Regions from separate parts of the Mus musculus genome. Here region 1 is linked to region 2. Evidence: chromatin contacts called from public targeted proximity ligation data. All regions are on one chromosome and are shown on one strand. The core of a region is the stretch at or near the end of the contact, and the rest is flanking DNA. Distances in the headings are between cores, read along the strand shown.

The links.
Region 1: a contact with region 2 is called in a targeted proximity ligation map of pancreatic cancer cells. A contact is called at or near these places in 1 of 39 promoter capture datasets (the HPC-7 cell line) and 1 of 130 datasets of targeted methods (pancreatic cancer cells).

What each region holds. Positions count from the first base shown.
Region 1 is chr19:4,199,867-4,202,939 of GRCm38.p6, forward strand. It overlaps Rad9a (RAD9 checkpoint clamp component A), which reads right to left and starts at 1,737. Exons shown (of 11, transcript NM_011237.2): 1 at 1,617-1,737; 2 at 1,463-1,533; 3 at 1,063-1,191; 4 at 599-713; 5 at 406-505. The coding sequence starts at 1,650. It overlaps Gm30082 (a long non-coding RNA gene), which reads left to right and starts at 1,842. Exons shown (of 4, transcript XR_388289.3): 1 at 1,842-1,932; 2 at 2,261-2,372; 3 at 2,518-2,572; 4 at 2,672-3,073.
Region 2 is chr19:3,685,152-3,687,950 of GRCm38.p6, forward strand. It overlaps Lrp5 (low density lipoprotein receptor-related protein 5), which reads right to left and starts at 1,413. Exons shown (of 23, transcript NM_008513.3): 1 at 1,204-1,413. The coding sequence starts at 1,291. It overlaps Gm36672 (a long non-coding RNA gene), which reads left to right and starts at 1,399. Exons shown (of 4, transcript XR_388279.4): 1 at 1,399-1,588.

The sequences.
Region 1 (3,073 bases), core at 487-2,986, 520 kb after region 2:
TCTGTTGACCAGGCTGGCCTCACAGAGATCTGCCTGCCTCTGCCTCCTAAGTGCTGGGACTAAAGGCATCCACCACCACCACCACCCAATTAATACACATTTTTATATAAGTGGGACTCAAAACCAGGCCTTCAGGCTTGCACGTCAACCATTTTACTGAGTTATCTCGCCAGCACATGCACCCTTTTTTTGAGAAAGAGTCTCACTGCTTAGGCTACCTAGAAACTCAATGGCCTTCCCAGTGAAGTTTCCTAGAAACTTCTGATCCTCCCACCTCAATCTAAGAACTGCTACGATGACAGGCATAGGCTAGCCAGGCCTGCTGAAAATGGAGCATTCCTAGAATGACATTAAAGCCCTAAAGGTAGGAGAGACTCAGGCGAAGTTTGAAGCAGGGGTGCTTACCGTGCTGGGGTGCGCAATAAGTGAGGGCATGAGGCTGGGTCGAAGACAGCCTGCAGGGACTCACAGTCCTGGAAGGAGAGGTTGTGTGTCTTCTTGACCCCTGGATAAGGGAAATGGTCTCAGGGCTTGGCAACCTCCACTGCCACTGCCTCCACACCCACAGAGGAACTCTTTGGGCAGGCCGCTTGCTCACCATACTTGCAGTGGAGCTGGACCACCAGGTGGCTGTGGCTGCCACTGAGGGAGATACAGCACTTCTCCACAGACTTCTCCACAATTGCCAGAGAGCGGAAGACGGACAGGAAGGCCTGGGCAGGGTAGGACATCAGTCTGGCACACTGCTTCCACGGCCCAGCTCTACATCCCATGTAGGCCCTGGCCCCATCACTGGCCCCACAAAGCTGTGGTGTCTGCACACTCCCATGCTGCCTTGCCCATGCTGGTCTCTTTGCTGGGAAGGGCCACTAACCTTTTCTTGACCAATGTCACCACCCTCTCCACAGATCTTAGATAGCCCTCTACGGTCTAAACATCTTTACCTCACTGCATGTTGCATGGAATAGCTCCCATATGAGACTAACTCCCTAGTCAAACTCATCATTTACTGAGTACCTGGCACAGAGGCACAGCTGTGGAGCTGCTTCAGGTGGCCCTTACCTTCATCAGGATCTTACAGCGCAGCAGGTCCTGACCAGGGGAAGCCGCCTGGTACTGCTGGAAGAAGAGTGGGGCAAAAAGGAAGCAGGCATAGGCAGAACGGGACGAGTTCACAGTCCGTAGGGAGAGCTGAGACACAAAAAGCAGGCAAAATTGCTTTTCCCTTAAGTTACTTTAGCCCCACCTTGCCTGCCACTAGGCGTTCTAGGAAGAGCAAGTACCCTCTGTATAGACATGCAGCCTCAGAAGACTGGGCCCAAGCCGATGTCCGAACAACCCAAGAGATAATAAACTGCGCCGGAATATCTGTCCACCATCCCTGTAAGGCCGAATGAACACCAAGCCTAGGCTCCCCATTCACCATTGAATCCGCCCCCATCCCTGCGTCCCAGTCCCTTACCCCGTCCTTCAAGGGTTCCAGATAGAGCTCGTCCCCGATTCGGGATAGCGAATGGACAGCCTTGCCCAGCACTGCGGGGAGGAGAACAGAAAGTGGTTAGGGGGACTCCTGGGGCTTGCTCACGTGGTCTGCTGCAAGGTAGGTCCAAACTTACCCTTCACGTTGCCCCCGGTGATCAGGCACTTCATAGTACATAAGCACAAAAATCGAGCTTGTTTTGCACACGAACCGGGACGGGATAGGACATATAATGAGTCCCAGCAGCTACTACGACTGCCTAAAGTTCCCTTCCCGCGCACCGTCCCCTCCCCGCTGCCGGCCTGGCCTCCGCTTCCTTATTGGTTCACCCGGGGTTTCTCCGTCACGTGAGAAAAACGTTCCTAAGCTCGGTGTCACGTGATCTAGTCGGTTCATTGGGTGTGGCCCGGGTCACGTGACTGCGGAGGGCTTGCTCCTGTGTCCTTCCTCAGGTCTGATTCTCCCACCCGAACCCGAGCCCTGCACACCCTGCAGAGCTCTGCAGCTCCACTGGGCTGCACTGGGCATAGGTGAAGGGCATACTAGATGGAGGAGCAAGGTGTCTGCACCAAGGATCGAGCTCTGGACCAGAGCCCTAACGTGGGAAGTGTAGACCCTCCCGGGTCGCTAACTTTAGTGTGTGGGGTTACAGGGTCAAATCAAGATAGTCCGCGCTCAATCTGGGCTGGGGATTCTGTTGTGGCAGCAACCACCAGCTCCCCTCAAAAAACGTAACTCGCTTCAAGAGCGATGAGAAGGGGCTGTTCATTTTGCTTTCAGGATCCTTCACTGACCTTCGTAAATACATGGAAAGATGAGAAGGTTCTGGGACAGAAAAGGGTGGAAGGATGGACTTGTCAGAAGGAGGGGCAGAAGCAGAAGCACAATGGGGGTAGGCGAATATGGGTGAATGGGGTGTCCCGAGCCTTGTGCGGTAAGGGGTGGGGAGGCAGAGCTGAAGGGATGAACTGGGAAGCCCTGGGAAGGCTTAAGTACTACGCGGGGTTTGGTTTATGTACATTTTACCAATTACCCAGACAGTGTGGAAGGATGAAGATTTTCAGCTGGGACGCATTCACCTTGCTCTGGGAGGTAGTTCAAATGCCTAGAGCAACCCTTGCCCATCCCCCTGCGGGCCTGTGGGTAGTGGGGAGGGTGTGTTTGTTACCTAGCCCCTCTTTGTTTTTCTAGGCTCCTCTCCCTCTCCAAGTGCTTCTTTCCTAGAGCCTCCGGGGAGGAGGCGGCTTTCCCTTTCCACATCCAAGGCAAGCTGCATACAACGCAGAGGTGTCCAGTTCTCTGTTAGACTGGGAGTTAGGGGATTACCAGCATCCTCTCCTCCTCACTTGCTCACGTCTTCGGTGGATTCTGGCTGCTTCATTTCCCAAACAGATGGCAAAGTGGCCCTCCTTCTGTCTCCACTGTCCTCCTTTCACTGTCCAGACACAGTCCTCAGTGACCCGCCCCCCCCCCCCCCCCCGGTGGGCTTAACTCTCCTGGCAAAGTCCAGTCTCTTGATCAGGAACTTTGAGGATCCAGGTCCCACAGAGGTCTTCACTGTCTCCTACCCCACATGATCACCTATCTCCATAG
Region 2 (2,799 bases), core at 163-2,662:
CCCACAGCCTGTCACAGTTTTGTCTTCGCCTTGTTTTGCTAACACCAGAGATGGCCTGAAAATGTAAACATGATCCCGAGGGAGACAAATTTAGGGGGAGACTCCCCAAGAGCCCTCTGGCTGAGCTTGAGAGCTCCAAGACTGGATGAAGCCAGCTCCCCTCGACCCCTCCCCCCAAACATAGGTGGAAGAGACTGCAGCCCAGGGAATCTGAGCACAGAGCCAGGCCCAGCCACCTCCCTCAAGTGTCTACCCTGGAAATACACAGGGGGACAGCTGTTCGCCTTAATAAGGCCCAGACAAAGGGACCTGAGGTTGTCCCCTACCCCGCCCCAAACTGCCATCACCACCACCCGGGAGTTCAAGAGTATCTGCCGGACCCTTGGACAGCCACACTCCAGAAAAACAAAACACAAACACCCGAAAACAATGATTTAGGTGGCAAGAGCCTTGCTTTAAAAACCACATGGCAATCTCCGAATTAAAAGAACATGTGTAGCGTTTCCAACTGCTTCGTTTCTCGAGAGTCCTCCTGACCTCAGCTCCACCCCTCAGGACACACCAAAAAAAAGTTAGAAAGTTCCCGAGCGGGCCACTTCCCTAAAGGTGGGTCCAACTGAGGCAGAACCATACCTCCCCACACCAAGGCACCCACGCAACCGATCTCGGGGCTGGGCACTGGTCAGCGGGGCTGGGTGCCTGGCCACCGCTTGGGGGCCCGAGCGGTCAGATGGGTCACTGGGGTCACGGGGACACCTGGCAGGTGTCAGTCGGTTTGGAAGGCTGACAGCCCACGCAGGTCAAAGCGACAGCAGCCCAGGGCCAGGCCGCCCCGCGCAGGGCTCTCCGAACTTCCTAGCTAGCAACTTCTGGCACTTCCCAGGGCTCGGTAGGCCGGCCGCCGCAAGCAGGCTCGCGAAAAGTTTTCCCAGTAGTTCGCGATAGGCCAGGCCTGTCCCGGGCCATCGCGATGCCCGTGGGCGCACTCCTGAGCGCGCCCGGCGTCCCGAGCCTTGGGCAGGTGAGGGCCCGCCCGCGCCGCACCTGGCGGGCTCGGTCCCCAGGGAGGGGCCCCGGCGGGAGAGACAAAGGGCCCGCGCGAGGTCCCCCGGCGCGTGGTCCCCCGGAGCGCGCTCCAACTCGTCCGCAACTTGCAAAGTGGCTGCTTGCGGCCCCGGCCATTGTCCCCCGCGCCCACCTTACCCGCGGCGGGGACCAAGCTGCAGTACAGCACCAGCAGCAGCAGCGGCGGCGGCGGCGGCGGAGGGGCCCGGGTCGGCGCCGTTTCCATGTCGTCCGGCGGCCGGGAGCGCCGCGCGCTCACTCGGGCTCCATGGCGCGCGCGGCGGCGGTGGATCCTCGCGGCTCCCGGCGCCTCTTGCTCCCGCCTCGGGCGCCGCGGCCCAAGACGACGCGGGAGGAGGGAGCGGAAGCCGAGCCGGTCTCCGCCCCCCGCGCCGCCCGCGCCCCCCGCCAAGCCGCGCCCTCCTGCGGGCGCCCGGGAGCCGGGCAGGCGGGTCTCTCCGGGCCCGCGACAGGAGAGGCCGGGCAAGCAGGTGGGTCACCTGCCAAGTCTCTGTACTGACAGGTGAGGAAACTGAGGCACGTGGAAGCATGACCCACACAGTCAGGAGGCCTCAGGGCTGGAAGCCAAAGGTCTCCGAAGCCAGCTTTGGGCTCTTTCACCACAACTGTAGCCACCTGGCCCAGAGACATACCGCCCCACTTGGGATGCACGCGGGAACAGGCGCAAAAGCGGATACTGCTGGAGGAACTGGGGGCTTTTACTTTTAGATTTACTTTTTGTTGTATGTGTATGAGTGTTTGCACGCATGTATGTGCACCACATGCGGGAAGGAAACCAGAATAGGGTGTGGGGGTCCCCTGGGACTGGAGTTAGAGGTGTGAGCCACCAGGTGACTGCAGGGAACCAAACCCAGGTCTCTAAAAGAGCAGTAAGTGCTTCTAACTGCTGAGCCTTCTCTCTCCGGCAGTGCTTTCTAGAACCTCACACCTTGGGCAGGCAGGTGTAGGTGAAATCATTTCATGTCCTTAGAAAGTAAGCTAATGGCAGTGTCCACCTTGCAAGGTAGAGAGGAAGGACAGAAGCTGAGGTGGTCAGGAGGGTGCCTCTGCCCTCCTGTGGTTTATGCTAGGAAGAGACAAAAATAAGAGCCCAAACAAAGGAGTGAGTAGCCGGGAAAGTGACATGGCGCTCAAGTGTGTATGACTTTACTTATAAGTCTGACATGGTGTCCAGCCTCGGGAGATTGAGGCAGGAGGCTTGCCATGAGTTTGAGGCCAGCCTGGGCTACCTGCGAGACCCTGTTTAAAAAGAGTTGATAGAGCCCTTGGTTCCCTAGTGTGCACAGCTCTCCCAGCGCTGCATAAACCGGACCTGATAAACAGAAGGAGCAAAAGGCAGGTCAAGGCTGGCCAGCAAGATGGCTCCCGTTGACCTAAGTTCAACCCTAGGATCGCAGAAGAAAAGAGAACTGACTCCCCAAACTTGTCTTCTAATAGGAAAACATGAAGACCAGGGACCAGCTAGTAGGGGGAGGGGACCCACACCAGGGTTCCAAGGGTCAGGGCAGAGATTTCAATGCGGAAGCAGGCCAGTGGTTCAGGAAGAGCAGTCTCCTGGGGTGGCTGTATCCAGTCTCTGACCGGAAGAGGAGTCAGGAGGTCTCAGGGGCAGTCAGGGGACTGGGGACTAGAGCAGCTAGTGTCCTTGCTGGTTCCTTCTCACCCAAGCCCAACCCCCATCCCCCCTCCACCTTCAACACAGAGCCAAGAGCA